Regions from separate parts of the Mus musculus genome. Here region 2 is linked to region 1. Evidence: chromatin contacts called from public Hi-C data. All regions are on one chromosome and are shown on one strand. Each heading gives the region's core, a stretch centred on a gene start, on an enhancer-like site or on the middle of the called end of the contact. The rest is flanking DNA. Distances are from core to core; before and after follow the strand shown.

What was found. Hi-C and Micro-C count contacts between places; a contact is called where the count stands out from the background.
Region 2: a contact with region 1 is called in a Hi-C map of the N1E-115 cell line, with 3 times the contacts expected there. The contact joins two enhancer-like sites. A contact is called at or near these places in 1 of 15 datasets of contacts at CTCF or cohesin (large pre-B cells), 2 of 484 Hi-C or Micro-C datasets (the N1E-115 cell line and embryonic fibroblasts), 1 of 115 datasets of contacts at active chromatin or transcription factors (astrocytes) and 1 of 9 other capture datasets (embryonic stem cells).

What each region holds. Positions count from the first base shown.
Region 1 is chr19:55,336,617-55,343,156 of GRCm38.p6, reverse strand. All of the region lies in intron 3 of Vti1a (vesicle transport through interaction with t-SNAREs 1A), which reads right to left. Among named protein-coding and RNA genes, the nearest start is that of Vti1a, 24 kb to the right of the region's middle. Within about 2 kb of position 1,591, at least 16 of the 459 cell types and tissues checked have an H3K27ac peak or open chromatin away from gene starts, as enhancers often do. A contact at or near this core is called in the N1E-115 cell line, where this site is marked.
Region 2 is chr19:55,804,094-55,811,293 of GRCm38.p6, reverse strand. All of the region lies in intron 4 of Tcf7l2 (transcription factor 7 like 2, T cell specific, HMG box), which reads right to left. Among named protein-coding and RNA genes, the nearest start is that of Gm31734, 64 kb to the right of the region's middle. Within about 2 kb of position 4,188, at least 47 of the 459 cell types and tissues checked have an H3K27ac peak or open chromatin away from gene starts, as enhancers often do. A contact at or near this core is called in the N1E-115 cell line, where this site is marked.

The DNA.
Region 1 (6,540 bases), core at 342-2,841:
AGGGATTGTGAAAATGGAGACATATCAATATGAGATTAATAGATTAAGTTGAGCCAAAGGTTCCAAAGCATACTAATTATCTAAACGAATGCAGAGCAGTGCCAAAGCTACAGGAAAACTACCAGCAACCTTGAAAGACCAAGCACTCCACTGTCGGCACTGTTAGGCATGGAGCTCGCTGCCCTTACAGAGCATGGAGATTGGCCCTGCATCTGAGCTGAAGACACAGAGGGACAGTGAAGTGCCCAGCAGCACTCAGCTGATTCACAGCCAGAACGCCAGTGTCCGTCCACAGTGTCACACTGCCTCTCGTGGCTCACGGCTTGTATGAAATAAACACAGGCTGGTTAAGGGTTATCTTTCAACTCTATAGCCTGGCTCTAAGAGAGTCATAGATAGATGCTACAGAGAGGGAGGACTTCATACTTTAAAGCCCACTAAGAAACATCCGGAATATCCACGGTCCTTCTTCTGCTGGTCACAACTGCAGGCAAAGGTTGCCTGCTGGCAGAGACTTGGGTATTGGTAAACACTGCACACGGCACAGCACAGCACCGCCCTCCAGAAAGAACGGTCGACTCAAAGTCTCAACAGGCCTGAGGTTGAGGAGCTAAACTCAAGAGAATGTCTATTACTACAGGTGAGAGAGAGAGAGAGAGAGAGAGAGAGAGAGATCAATCGATCATGCCTCTTTCTGCCCTGAAAGAGAACCATCCTAGACCTACCAAAGCATTAGGCACCCAGGCAGGAATGCATTCAATATCCAGTTTACAGGACAGAGTACAAGCCAACAGCTGAGCTAGCCTTCCCCACCAGGTAGGTCTGACTGTCCATCTGCACGTGACAGTGGTGCTGAGGGAGACTGAGTCTTTATACCTTTTTTTTTTTTTTTGAGAACTGATAAAATTCTTTAGGCAAATTTGTACCTAATGACAACACCCATCCATACTTGGAGAAAATTCTTAAAGCTGCATGGATCCCATGAGGCCCAGGAAACATGAGCTAGAGCAAGAGCAGGCAGGCTGCCAAACATACACCGACACACCGGCACCCCAGGCTGGGGTTATGGCATGCTCACTCTATGAACGCTATCCTCTTCTCTAAGGCCCCTGCACAGAGTCCTACTGTGTTCCTCAATTCTCCCACCTATGATTGGCACCTCTTGCCACTTGCCTGTAACAGTTGCCGGGCCCCATTCATGACAGAACTGGAAAAGACAAAATGTCTTGATTTGCTGGCTGGGTAAGGAGGATGCAGAAGGACGCTACACTTTAGTTCAGAATTTGAGATGTTACCTATGGAAAGAGGTTTTGCAGAGACAGTGTGAAAAGCAAATCCAGTTTCCAAAGACCCCATCCAGAGCACCAGGCAGCCAGCTTCTAGCAGCCTTGTGCTCAGGAAGATGCTCTGAGATGCAGGGCACACTTCTGACTATGCTATATTTATAAACTGCTCAGGGAGAAAAGTCAACTTTTAATGCAAAGAGAATATCCTTGGATGGATTTGGTCTTGGAAATTTCTCTATGAAAATGCCACACCACGGTGTATTTTAACATCAGTGTGAGCCACACTGCCATCTATGGCCACTTCCCACTTCACTTCAGTCAGAAAGCCCGGCTTTGCTTTCTGACAGTTTCTGAACACTGCCAGAAGACAGGAAACCCTTTCAGGTAGGAAATATACTAGCAATGATCCCCACACCCCCAAGTGTGTCTTTCTGACTTTCTACATACTTCTGTAGGATCTACCTCAGGGTATAACAAACAACTCAAAAGCGGTCAGTTTAAAGATAAAGAATTCTTGGAAATGATAAGACTTTCTAGAAAATATCTCTATGACAACAAAGTAAGGAAAACACTTAAATGAATATAGTATGTTTCCAAATTAGGAAAATTATTAATGTGTTATCAAACTAAAAACAGCATTTGTTTAAGACACATGATACTATTTCTTTCCAACCTGAGTATTGTGGACTAAATTCTACTCAGAAATAGTTTAAAATTTTTCAGTTTAAAATTTTAACTACTCTGTCAATGATTTCTCAACTTTCGTGGTAAGACACATTTGGGGACCCTTTCACAGGGGTCTCCTAAGACCAATGGAAAACACAGATATTTACATGACGATTCAATACAGTAATTACAGATATGAAATATCATCGAAAACCACTGCATGGAGAACTGTATTGAAGGGCTACAGTGTTGAAAAGATTGAGAATCTGATGATTTAAATTGCTATCCTAAGCTCTGGGTAGTGTAAAGTTAAAGATGTTCTGACCTGGCTACACAGAGGACTTTCAGTTGTTCCCTAAAGAAGAAGCAAGCAAGCATCCAGCAATTCTGCTGCTGGCTTGTAGGTAACGTTCCCCACGCCGGTGCACAGCATCATCATTTGGAACCAAGTGGATTTTCCCTTTCTTTCTATTCCAAATTCACTCGGCTTTCTGCCAAGAGAAAACAGACACAGGAGGCAAAGAGCAATTCTGTTAAGATCAATGAAGATGTTGGCCATAACGGAATCCCATTTATCCATCACATCCGTACTTCTGTTTCTCTGATTAGAGATTACTAGCAATTTCTTTACAATTCTTTTACAAAATTAAGTTACAATCCATCTTTCAAGACTTCACAGAGTAGAAAAAAAGTGTGTGCACTGTATGTGTTCTCATGCATGCACCTGTGTATAGTATACATTATTTGTCCTGAATCCAGAAATAGCACAAGCATATGTACATATACAGAGAGTCCTGTGTTTCCTTTAAGAAAATGTAAGCCTGGCCCGATGCATTTGAAATAGCAGCTTTTAAAATGCAGTGTTCACATGAAGACACTATAGTGCACTGACTCTGGGTTCCAGGTCAAAGCCACAGTCAGTACTAGCTAAGAACTCACAGCTTGCCTTTGTTTTATCCAAAGCTCAACTGAGAATTTAAAATATTCACTTTGCCACCTAGAGAGAAAAATTATATATGCATATCTTCTTTGTTTCCTCCAACTAAAGATTATCATAAAACCTAAATATACCATAAGGAAATTAATTTTAAGGAAATTTCATACAATGTAATTATAAGATAACAGGGTTTTTTTGTAATTAAAATTTTTATTTAAAATCATTTTAGGGTTTTAAAAGCAAAAAGAAATTAAAATTAAACTCAAATTCACACAGAAAAAAGAACTTCCCTGTTTTAGGTGCAAAGCTACCAAGTGACCCAGCACAAGCTTCTAATCCAAACGGGGCTGGGGCTTTGCCTAGCTCTCTGTCTTAGCTTCCTACATCAGCTACTCGGTTCCAAATTCACAAGTATAGAGAATCACTTGAGGAGCTGCCCTAAAAAAGCCATCACAACAATGTACAAATCACACCTACACCAATACAGTCACACGTGTGTGCGCAGAAGACCATCTGGTGTCAGGGATGTTTAAAGATACCCAGATCCCAACATGCAACAAAGGCAGGAGACCAACTTTGTATTTTGTGCCCAGAATATTTTAACCAGCTCCAAACTCTCATTGCCCCAGTGGGCCCTGCTAACCTTCCAACCTGTCCTGCAGTTTATCCTGGTCATTCAGCTGACTATGTTCATCTCTCAAACCCCTTCTCAAGGCTCAGTCTGGACGCCAGTTCCCACAAGGCACTTCTCTCAAGCCCGTCTGCAGCCATCATGCTGGGCTGGATGCTTCTCTGTATTTTCACACACTCTCCTAATGACCACCCCTCAATTCTGCTTACCACAGGATTACAATCACTAAGGCTATAATCAATATGAAAAGATGCAAATTTGGGGTTGAGGCTATCGATCCCTCGCTAAGTGCTTGTCTCCCACCTGTGAGGCCCTAGGTTTAGCTCCCAGTAGCCCACACCCAAACCAACGGCAGCAAATGGTTGAGAAGTTTCACATCTAAAGCTAAATTCAACGAAGCAGCCAAACATTACCAGCTTATAAGTTCTCTTACGTAGCTTCCCAATTTTCCCTTGAAATATGTGCTTTACTGTCGGAACCGGGCTCAAGTCATGTTGTTTCTGTTTCAGAACAAATTCTCAACAGATGGGAGGGAAATTCGGTAGCTTTTAAACTACCGGGCTATTTGGTTGTTGGCTTAGGCATGCTAGCATGAACTCTGCTCATGTTAATGACAATTTTTAGGGAAAAACTACAGACTCCTTTTCTGCCTCTAGTTACAACACTAACTTCTGAAGGTTTCAGGGAAGTCAATTATTAGAAACTAGAGAAAGAATAGGAAAGAAAGCCAAAGACACTGCATGTGTATTTTGAACTCCAGATGAAAACTTGGCGCAAAGACAATTCTAAAGAGTAATAAAATGCATACGATAAAAAGGCATAAAGTATATAATATCATAATTTCTCTACCTTTAATTCTGCCTCTACTCCCACAAGGTCAAGGAGAAAGCTTGCTTTCTGTTCCCACAGATTAATTTCTAAGATGTCTTTTACAAAACAAAATGTACTGACATACAAAAGCAACCCAAACACGAAGGCCACGTCTGCGAAGGCAATGGAAGACTGAGCGCCTCCTTCCTTTGTGTAAGCTCTGGCAGCTCGGCCCCTGGAGCCCTGAGGAAGATGGTTTACAGTTTTTAGGATTTTCAAGGATCTTCTGACCTTGAGATACTTTAACCTTTAAATTCTTTAATTATAGGATTACGGTCTGTACACAGCGAACTTGCCGACTAAGACTTAATGCAGCTCTCCAAGTGCTTTTATACTTAACGATCCTATTGGACCTCCATCCTTCCCCTGTATGTGGGCAGAATTCAAAGGTTCATATCAGGAAACTAAAGCACGCATGCTGGAGGGCCCAGACCACAGGCCCTGTGCCTTCTCGCTATTTCCCACTTGTGTCTTGAAAACATGGTCCATGACCAAATTTAGCTCACTTAGAATATAAGAAAAAAATAAGGTATTAACTACTTCTAGCAACCTGAAACAATATTTACCTGATATTTTTGAAGTGTAAATAAAGCCTCTGAATAGAATACCTGAATCAGACCATATTTGCAATGACTACCCCCGAGCCACATTCCTTCAGTAAGGAAAAGAAAGCAAAGTTTAAACTTCACTGAAATAGCACCTATAAACCTGTAGGTTTCTAACTGAGAGATGGAAACTTTCCTCTTCCTATGTGTAGTTCAAATATCATGTGACCGCGAGTATGACCCCCCCCCCCACACACACACACACACACACGCACACACACACACACTCTCCTTCAGCTGAAATGCATTTGTAGGTGAAGTAAGAGCACCACGAGCCGGGGAGAAAAGTGTGGGCGTGCGCTTCACAGACAATATGCAGCTGCCTTAAAACATACAGTGAGTCCACAGAGTGAAAAACACTAAAGAAGAGGAAAACCAAAACTTGTTCGCTGGTGAGTATGTGAAGAGGCAATGGATGTTCAGTCGTAAAAGTCCCAACAAGCAAACCTTAGAGGAGAGAAACATCAAGGAAGGGAATCTGCGCTTCCACTTTCCACAGAGGTCACTTTAAGAAACTGGCTAAATGTGTTATGAACTGGATGGTTCACAACAAAACCAAGCCTGAGGGAAAAAATAAAACTCTTAAATCAATTTCACTCCATATTTTAAATTTCTTATACCCTTAAGTATGATTTTTTTTCCAGCCTCCGAAGGACACAAACTCAAGCCAACTAACAAACAAAAATGAAACTATTTTTACACGTGGTCCACTACCCACCAGGTTTATACTAAGTTGAAATCAATAGCAAAGTCTGGCATGGTCCATCCGAGCCCTACTTTAACGCCTTGTATAAGCAAACTTAAAATAGTTGACAGAACGCACATCCTCAGCTACTATTGCACAGCTTGAAAACCTCCCCCTGGAGATGAGATCTGGCACAGTCCCCATCAGCACCAGCTGAATGCCCTGAAAGGCTGTGAGCAAAGTCAAAAGTGCCTAACCCACTTTAAGCTGTGCTCTGAACCTCGCCGGCACAGAACTGGATAAAAGACAGTAAGAATAGCATGAAAAGCAAGTCAAGATTCACGGAGAGAGAAACGAGATGTCAAAACCGTTATGTATCATTTCAAGTTACCAACTGATTTTAGTTTGGCAAAGCACAAGCCTGGCGTGTCTTATTCAAATATTGTTGTAGCCCTAGGGCCTAAGTCTGAAATATCTAGTTCAGTCGGTAGTGTTATATTATACAGCCATGAATTTCCCTTGAGCATAAACTTTAGGAGGGCAACGAACAGAGGGGAACCGGTTTATTATGGAGTCATCACCTTGAGGGTTTTGGTTTCTTCGGGAAATATCGTTGCTCATTGTCATCTTCCCCCCTTTGATGCTGGATGCACTCAGAGAGGACATTCATTTAGAAATGAATTAGCTACTGTGATGCCCAAGGAATTGTGGGTCATACCTGAGAAATGAGTGCGCCATGGAGAAACCAAGTAAGGCGCGCACAGTGCTCATCGATGCCAGGGAGGCTGAGCAGCACACAGACGAGGACCGCACAGTCTCTGGCCGTCCATCTGAGGGGCCACGTGACTTCTGACCGCACA
Region 2 (7,200 bases), core at 2,939-5,438, 470 kb before region 1:
AATGCACATACACTCACACACGCACCCGCACATGCATGCACCCACACCCTGCTCACAAGTATGTCTGTATGACCCTTTCTAAGCTTTCCTCATTTCTTGGAAATGGATGAGAGAAAATTCAGCCCATTTCCTACGAACAAGCAGCTTTTTCCTGGTAGTTAAGGACTCTTGATTTACCTACAATGGTAAAATTTGAAAAGCTGTGACAATATTAAGTTTATACGATGCTCTATATGCATTTTCCACCGGCTATACTGAAACTGAAAGTAGTGGAACATTCCAGAAGCCCCATCAGAACCTTGCAGGACGTCACTATAAGGCCCATTTGGCCACTGCTTCTGCAGATGCAGAAGGTATAGCATGGTAGCGCCCATCCTTCCTAATACTGCGACCCTTTAACACAGTTCCTCATGGTGTGGTGACCCCCAACCATGAAATTATTTTCATGACTACTTCATAACAGTAATTTTGCCGCTGTTATAAATCGTAATGTAAATATCTGATTTGCAACTCCCAAAGAGGTCACAACCCACAGGTTGAGAACCGCTGGTTACAAACCCCAGAGCTGGTTCAACTGAAAATAACCCACAGTGGCTCTATCTTTTAAAGGCTTTATTTGCTGATAAAATATGACAAGATGCAGACATCAGTGATTTCTGGATTGGGAAACAACATAAGGAGCGCACTACAGAAACTCCAAGGAGAAGGAACCCCAGCCTGAAGGCTGAGCATTCTCTAGAGCTAAACAAGGAATGGAACCACACAGATGTTAGTGAGGTGGTCTTGTTTCTCAAAGGAAACTACCAAGAGAAAAGGGTACACACAGACACCAGTGTCCAAAAATTTATTAACAGCCTTCGCCTTGGTTTCCGTATCATTCATTTTAAAAGATTTGAAATGAAGTCCTGCAGTTGGCTTCAGTCACTGCAGAGTACAGTCTCCAATAGCATCACTCATTGGAGCATACCTTAGAGGTGACCACCACCGCTTCAAAGCTAACCCTGTGAAATCAAGAAGAGTATGTAGACCTAAGATTTGTATAAGGAGGAAGCTCGGCCAATCAGGTGGGATCTAGACTGCCACAAGTCACAGGTCAGACATTACGCAGGGCCACCAACTTCCTCCACTCCGTCCAGGCTCATCTCCCAACTCCCCTCTGCCTTCCTTGGTGGATCTGTGCCCACCAAGCCCCAACCAGAGAGAAGAGCCATGGACATTAGCCGTGTTTCAAGTGCCCGATCCCTGATCCAGGTTAGAGGACAGGAGCTTTCCCAGGTCTACAGCCTCCAGCCAGTACCACACAGATTGTCCCCTGAGCCCCCCAGCTGGTGATTAACTGATCTCCTGCCTGCAAGCCCTGACAGGAACCTCCCATGAAGAGCCAGACCAGACTCCAGTCTCCTCTAGGCAGAAAACATTTACAGTCTCTCCTTTAAAATCAACCAGTTGTAGCCACCACAATTTTTATTACTTATAAAAAAAGGCCAAGAACAGTCAAGTTAATTGGAATGTCTGAGTTACCACCTGTGTCTCCACAACATGCCAAGGGAGACGCAGGCCATCTGCAGACCAGAAAACAAACCGGAAGACGCAGAGAAGCCTGTGCAGCAAGTGTGGGTGATGCTAGGGGCTGAGCAGAATGGTGGATGCCCTGTGACTGGAAGGCACCAACCCTTCTAGTTCTTAGAATACTCAAGCTGGTTGTGCAGTACAACCGCAGAATGGAGTATTATGCAGTGATAAAAACAGACAGCATACCTGTATACCAAGCCCTGGCTGGTCCTTGACACTTAATATGCAATTCTAAAGAAGGCAGACAAAAAGGCAGGAGGCATGTGTATTATTCCACTCATATAAAATACTCAGGAGCTGAGGAGGAAAGGAGTGGGAAGCACGAGCCAGGGAAAATGGGGCTTCTTTATGAATACCGAGAAATCCCAGAAACAGAGTGCTGGTGTATGCACGGCCCGGGAGTATTCTAAAAACCACTGAATTGTACATTTTAAGTTTTATTTCTGTGTATGTATCTGTGTGTGTGTGTGTGCGCGCGCGCGCGGGTGAAGATACCCACAGAGGCCAGGCGAGAGCACCTGAACCCCTGGAGCTGGAGTCATAGGTGGCTGTGAGCTATGTGTCACAGGTGATAGAAGTCAAACTCCGGTCTTCTCCAAGAGCAGCAATGGCTCTTACCTGCTGAGCGATCTCGCCAGCCTGAACTGTGTGCTTTAAATAGATATGTATTATGGCATCTCAATTTAATATCAAAATAATATCTCAATTTAAGATGAGATATTTAAGAGAAGGCGTTTATCATTTGATGGTTATCTCATTGTCTGTCAAGAGACAAATGGGGGGACACTCTCCCACCTTCATATCATATCATATCATATCATATCATATCATATCATATATCACATCAAAGATGGGACAGGAGGGCAATCAGTGTAGGTCCTTGAGAACTAAGCTATTACCAAATGGGACTGTGGTCCCTGGGTCTCTGGGAGGACAACACAGTCTACCCTGGATGAGAGATGCTGTTGAAGGGGAAGGGGAGTTAATGGCTGCTAGGCTGCAAGGCTAAAGTATACATGGCTAACATCCTGGAGGAATGGTCAAGTCAACAGAACCAGGACTCATTCACATGTGCACCCTGCAGGCCAGGCTAGCCATCTGTACCTCAGCTCCTCCAGCTGGAAATGGGTGTGAAACCGCTCCCTCACCAGCTTTGCCCCATAAAGGATGAGTCAGCAAGATGGCTCGATGGACTAAGCCCTGGGACCATGCCTGACCCTGGGGTTGGACCCCAGAACCCCAGAGGAAGAAGCAACTCCACAGCTTGTCCTCTGACCTACAAACACTCACAGGTGAGGACACAATCAATCAATCCATGTAAAAAATTAAAAACCTTAAACAAACCATGGCAATGAAATCAAGGGGAATGTCACATAGTGCAGACAACTAAGATTTAGAGGTTTGGGGGTTTTTTTGTTGTTGTTTGTTTGTTTGTTTTTCCTCCTCTGACTGTTCCAGGGATTTAAAAACTACAGATCTCTTGAGGTGATGGGTGACCTGGGAGGTAGAGACACTGAGTGATAGGGTCTCGCTATCCTGAGACTTTAATCTCAATTTTTAAGCCACTCGGTTGTTGCTGATTTTTTTTTAATCAAAACTTTTCTTAATTCCTTCCTTGCTCTGTGGTTTGGGGCACACAAGGCAGAACTTTTTCCAAGTAGAGGCTCCTCCCCTTATTCTATTTCCCAGTTCCCCATGACAAAAAAAAGAAAAAAGAAAAACAAAAAAAAACAAAAACAAAAAAAAACCAGCCTGAACCCTTCAGTGGGAGAAGGATTTAACTCACTACAGTCTGACTGCACAGGAGCCCAGTGCAGGCGACCCAACCCCAGCTTCCTGCTCCAGCTCACTTCACAACCTTAGATGCCTTCTCTTCTGCAAGTTTCTCCCCTTGTCACATCTGAAAGGGGTCAGTGGCTCCATAGAGGTCTCCCCTTCCAAACTTTTATTGCCGGTTTCTGGCTGTGACAGGCTTGTAACAGTGATACTTTCTAACCCTACACCCGGGAACCCGGGGTCGGCAGTTCCTCTGGTTAATTCTGCACCAGGAGGAAGAAGCCCCGGGTCAGAACGGACACGTCTGACCTTCTGCAGGTCCCTCGACCCCCCTGCCTGCTCATCACTGCTGCCTCCGCCAGAGCTGCCTGCCACTCAAGTATCATCTTGCTGTAACAAATTACTCCTAACCCAGGATTACTGCTCTTTCCAAATCCCTCCTAGAGAGCAAGGAAATAAACATTCTCTCCCAGGACTCTGCCCCAGTTGTTCCCCTGCTTAGTAATCCCCAGCCCTCTTTGCTTCTCTTGTGCGCTTCATCTGGGAGGTCTACCAGGTCAGCTAGGCTATCCTGGCCCACTCCGCTCTCAGGCGTAAACTGAATGTCTCAATCATCCGCCGGGCACAGTTAAAGATGAAGGCGGGCTTTCTGTCCCCACCTCACGATGGCTCCCTCTGCCCACACGCTTCTATCTGCCTACAGACCCGGCTGCCCTGATGGCAGCCACTCGAGGAAGTCCACACTCCAAATTTCTTCCTACCAGTCCACGAGGATGAGCCCCAAGCCAGCTCATGCAGGCTAGTGCTGTTCCTAGGAAGCAGGGCTATGCTCCAGGGATGGACAGAGCATCTGGGGGCAGACTTAATGGGGCAAAGGGGCAGAGGCGGGGACTGAGTTACAGACTGCAGCCAGAAGTGCCCTTGGGTCCCCAGCCTGTGGCTTCCCTTCATAAACTAGCAGGCGATATTTTGAGCACAATAAGCTCATTGGGAAACGGAAATACAGTTCTGCTCATTTTCAAGCTGCCTCTGAAACACTGGGAGATTCCGGGCACTTGAGACGCGCAGGGTTGTTCAGGATTGTTTAATTGTATACACAGTGGAGCTAGTATGTGCCTAGGAGCAGAGGCCAGAACAATGGATCTTATAATCAAAGGGATAACAAGGAGATAAGGATCGCCCCAGCTGTTGTTAAGTGTGACTTTCAAAGAGGGGGCAGCACATGGCTGACACATGATCAACAAGGACAGAAACTTCCAGGAATAACCAAGACACAGGAGGAACACACAGCACATGCCCGCTTCCCCCAAAGAACAAGCCCCAGTGGGAGACGGAGAAGAGCTAGCACTGGGCTGTTGGACCAGAGGTCAAACTTCATCTTCTCATGTGTGGGTGGAGGCTGGCCTCTCTTTACTCCTGAGGACCATTGGGCCTCTGTAGGCCAATGTTTCCTCTTTCTTGATGGCTTGAGTCTTTAAAAGAACGTGGCTGGGAAAGCGGCAGTGACCATCTGAAGTTAACCACTTAGCCCATCAGTATGTCCTCTGCACAGGCAGGTTCAAGCCCAACAGCATCAAGATCAGTTCTTCCTCTCCCCCACTGCCCTCCCCCCGGTCTTCACTATTGACAGTAAGAGAATTTTCCAGGAGTTGGTTTATTTGTGATGCCAACTAGCCATGACCATAGAACCTGGCCTCGTGTACTTCCAGACCTCCCAGGGGCTCCCGAAGACAAAGACAGAGAGGGACTCAGGTCAAAGATAGCTTGGCCTAAGATCTATCTTTTAAACTATACAACATGGCTCCTGAGCTCTCTCCTTCAATCCAAACCACACACATACACACACACACAAACACACAGAGATACACACACATTCACACACACAGATACACATATACATATACACACAGGAGACACACACAAACACACACACACATAGAAACACACCAATCCCTTCTCTCTCCATCATGGAGTTGACTGACATAAAGTTGTAGAAGGATCATTCTGATTAAAAAAATATCAGTTAAGCGCCGGGCGGTGGTGGCACACGCCTTTAATCCCAGCACTTGGGAGGCAGAGGCAGGCGGATTTCTGAGATCGAGGCCAGCCTTGTCTACAGAGTGAGTTCCAGGACAGCCAGGGCTACACAGAGAAACCCTGTCTCAAAAACAAACAAAAAACCAGTTAAAACTGGGTTATGCACAGGCTCTGGTTTCACCTTCAGCACTGAGGAATTGTGGAGGGGGTTCCCTAATTCTGTCTCAGGTGACACAGCCAAATGGTGGCCCACACGTGCTCAGGTGTACAAGGGCCTCAGTGGGAATCTGGGGTGTATGGTTGGTACTTTTGGTACTTTTAGGGCCCTGGACACATGGCTTCACTTTGGCTAGCTTCTGGGCCCTCTCTGTAACAGAATTGTGGGTGGGAACAGAGCTCACACACAGGTGTTAGGAAAGAGCAGTCTACCTGCCCCTCCCTGAGACACGAGCCCGGTTCCTGAGCACACTCTCAGGTCTGGGAGAAATATTCATTAGGCATGCACATATAGAAAGTGGTCAGGCTGCCCAGGTTGTGCACCCGAGTAACAGACTGGCTGACAACCCAACACTCTGGCCCACATGCAAATGGGCAGGTCAGAAATTATTCCTTCAGTTACTTTCTAAGAGGTCTCACCTCCCCTCTCTCTTTCTGCCTCAGAAATGGGCTTAGCTTGGAGAATTCAGCACTGCCTAAGGTCCCCTCGTCACCTGAGTGAGAAAGCCCCTCTCAGTTTGCGAAGTTTAATGAGGTCCCAGCTGTCGAAATGGCAAGCACAGCCCAGTGCCTTACCTCCTGGGATGCAGGTAAGTTAGCATCATCCCAACCTGCAGGTCCTCCAGAGTCCAACCTGACTCAGTGCAGACACAGAGGCACAGAGTGTCACACGTGGCCACCGACTGAGAGGAGAAATGCTGCCTCAGCAAATTCTTCTGCATGACAATTCATGCAATGCCTTAACACCTGTGTGCCCAGGAACAGTCCAGGAGGCCATTTCTCACCATCACGACCACCATGCTGTCTCCTTGCTCCTGGACCACTGAGCCCTGTCCTTGTCTGCAACCGGATTAATTGGACTCACTGTTAGGAATCCAAAGCATAAAAAGGGACCCCGGAGCGTGCAGGCACTCAGAGGCAGGCTGGGTCCATCTACTTGCCTAAAAACCCTGACTGAATACCTAATCTAACGCATGCCAAATGCTGCAAGCCCAAAAAGCTGGATTCTTTAAGAGACATAGAAGGTGACCATGTAAAGGCAGGGAAGCAGAGGTTTCCTTGTCCGTAAAATGAGAATACAAACAAGTTGCCATCTCTGGAGGATCTTATAGAAATCAAAGGCTTGGCAAGGGGTCTGCTGTTTGGTGAGTGTTCCATAAATGCCAGCTATTATATTATTAGCTAGCTATTATATTTCAATTAATGTAATCAGCACCATCAGAAAATCCCTCGAGTTACTGCAAGATGCTAAATCATCTACATAGTAAGTACCAGATAGAGACACTGCACAGTGCCCCAAGGGGACAGAACACTTGCCTAGGTAAAAAAAAAAAAAAAAAAAAAAAAAAAAAAAAAAAAAAAGCCAACGAAAGCACCAAACACATTCTAGTTAACCAGCCTTCAACTCTGCCAGCCCCGTGGCCATATTCACTCCATCGTGCCCAGCCTTCTGATTAAGTGGGGTGTTCTTTGCCTGCTGGGCTCTTCCCTGGTACTCCGACCTCAGCTGCAAGCCCAGGACTCTCCTTTCCTCCATGCCTCTCTTCCTACAATCAGCTCCCACGATTAGAGAGAGACGTGGTACAAGTGTTTGAAAAC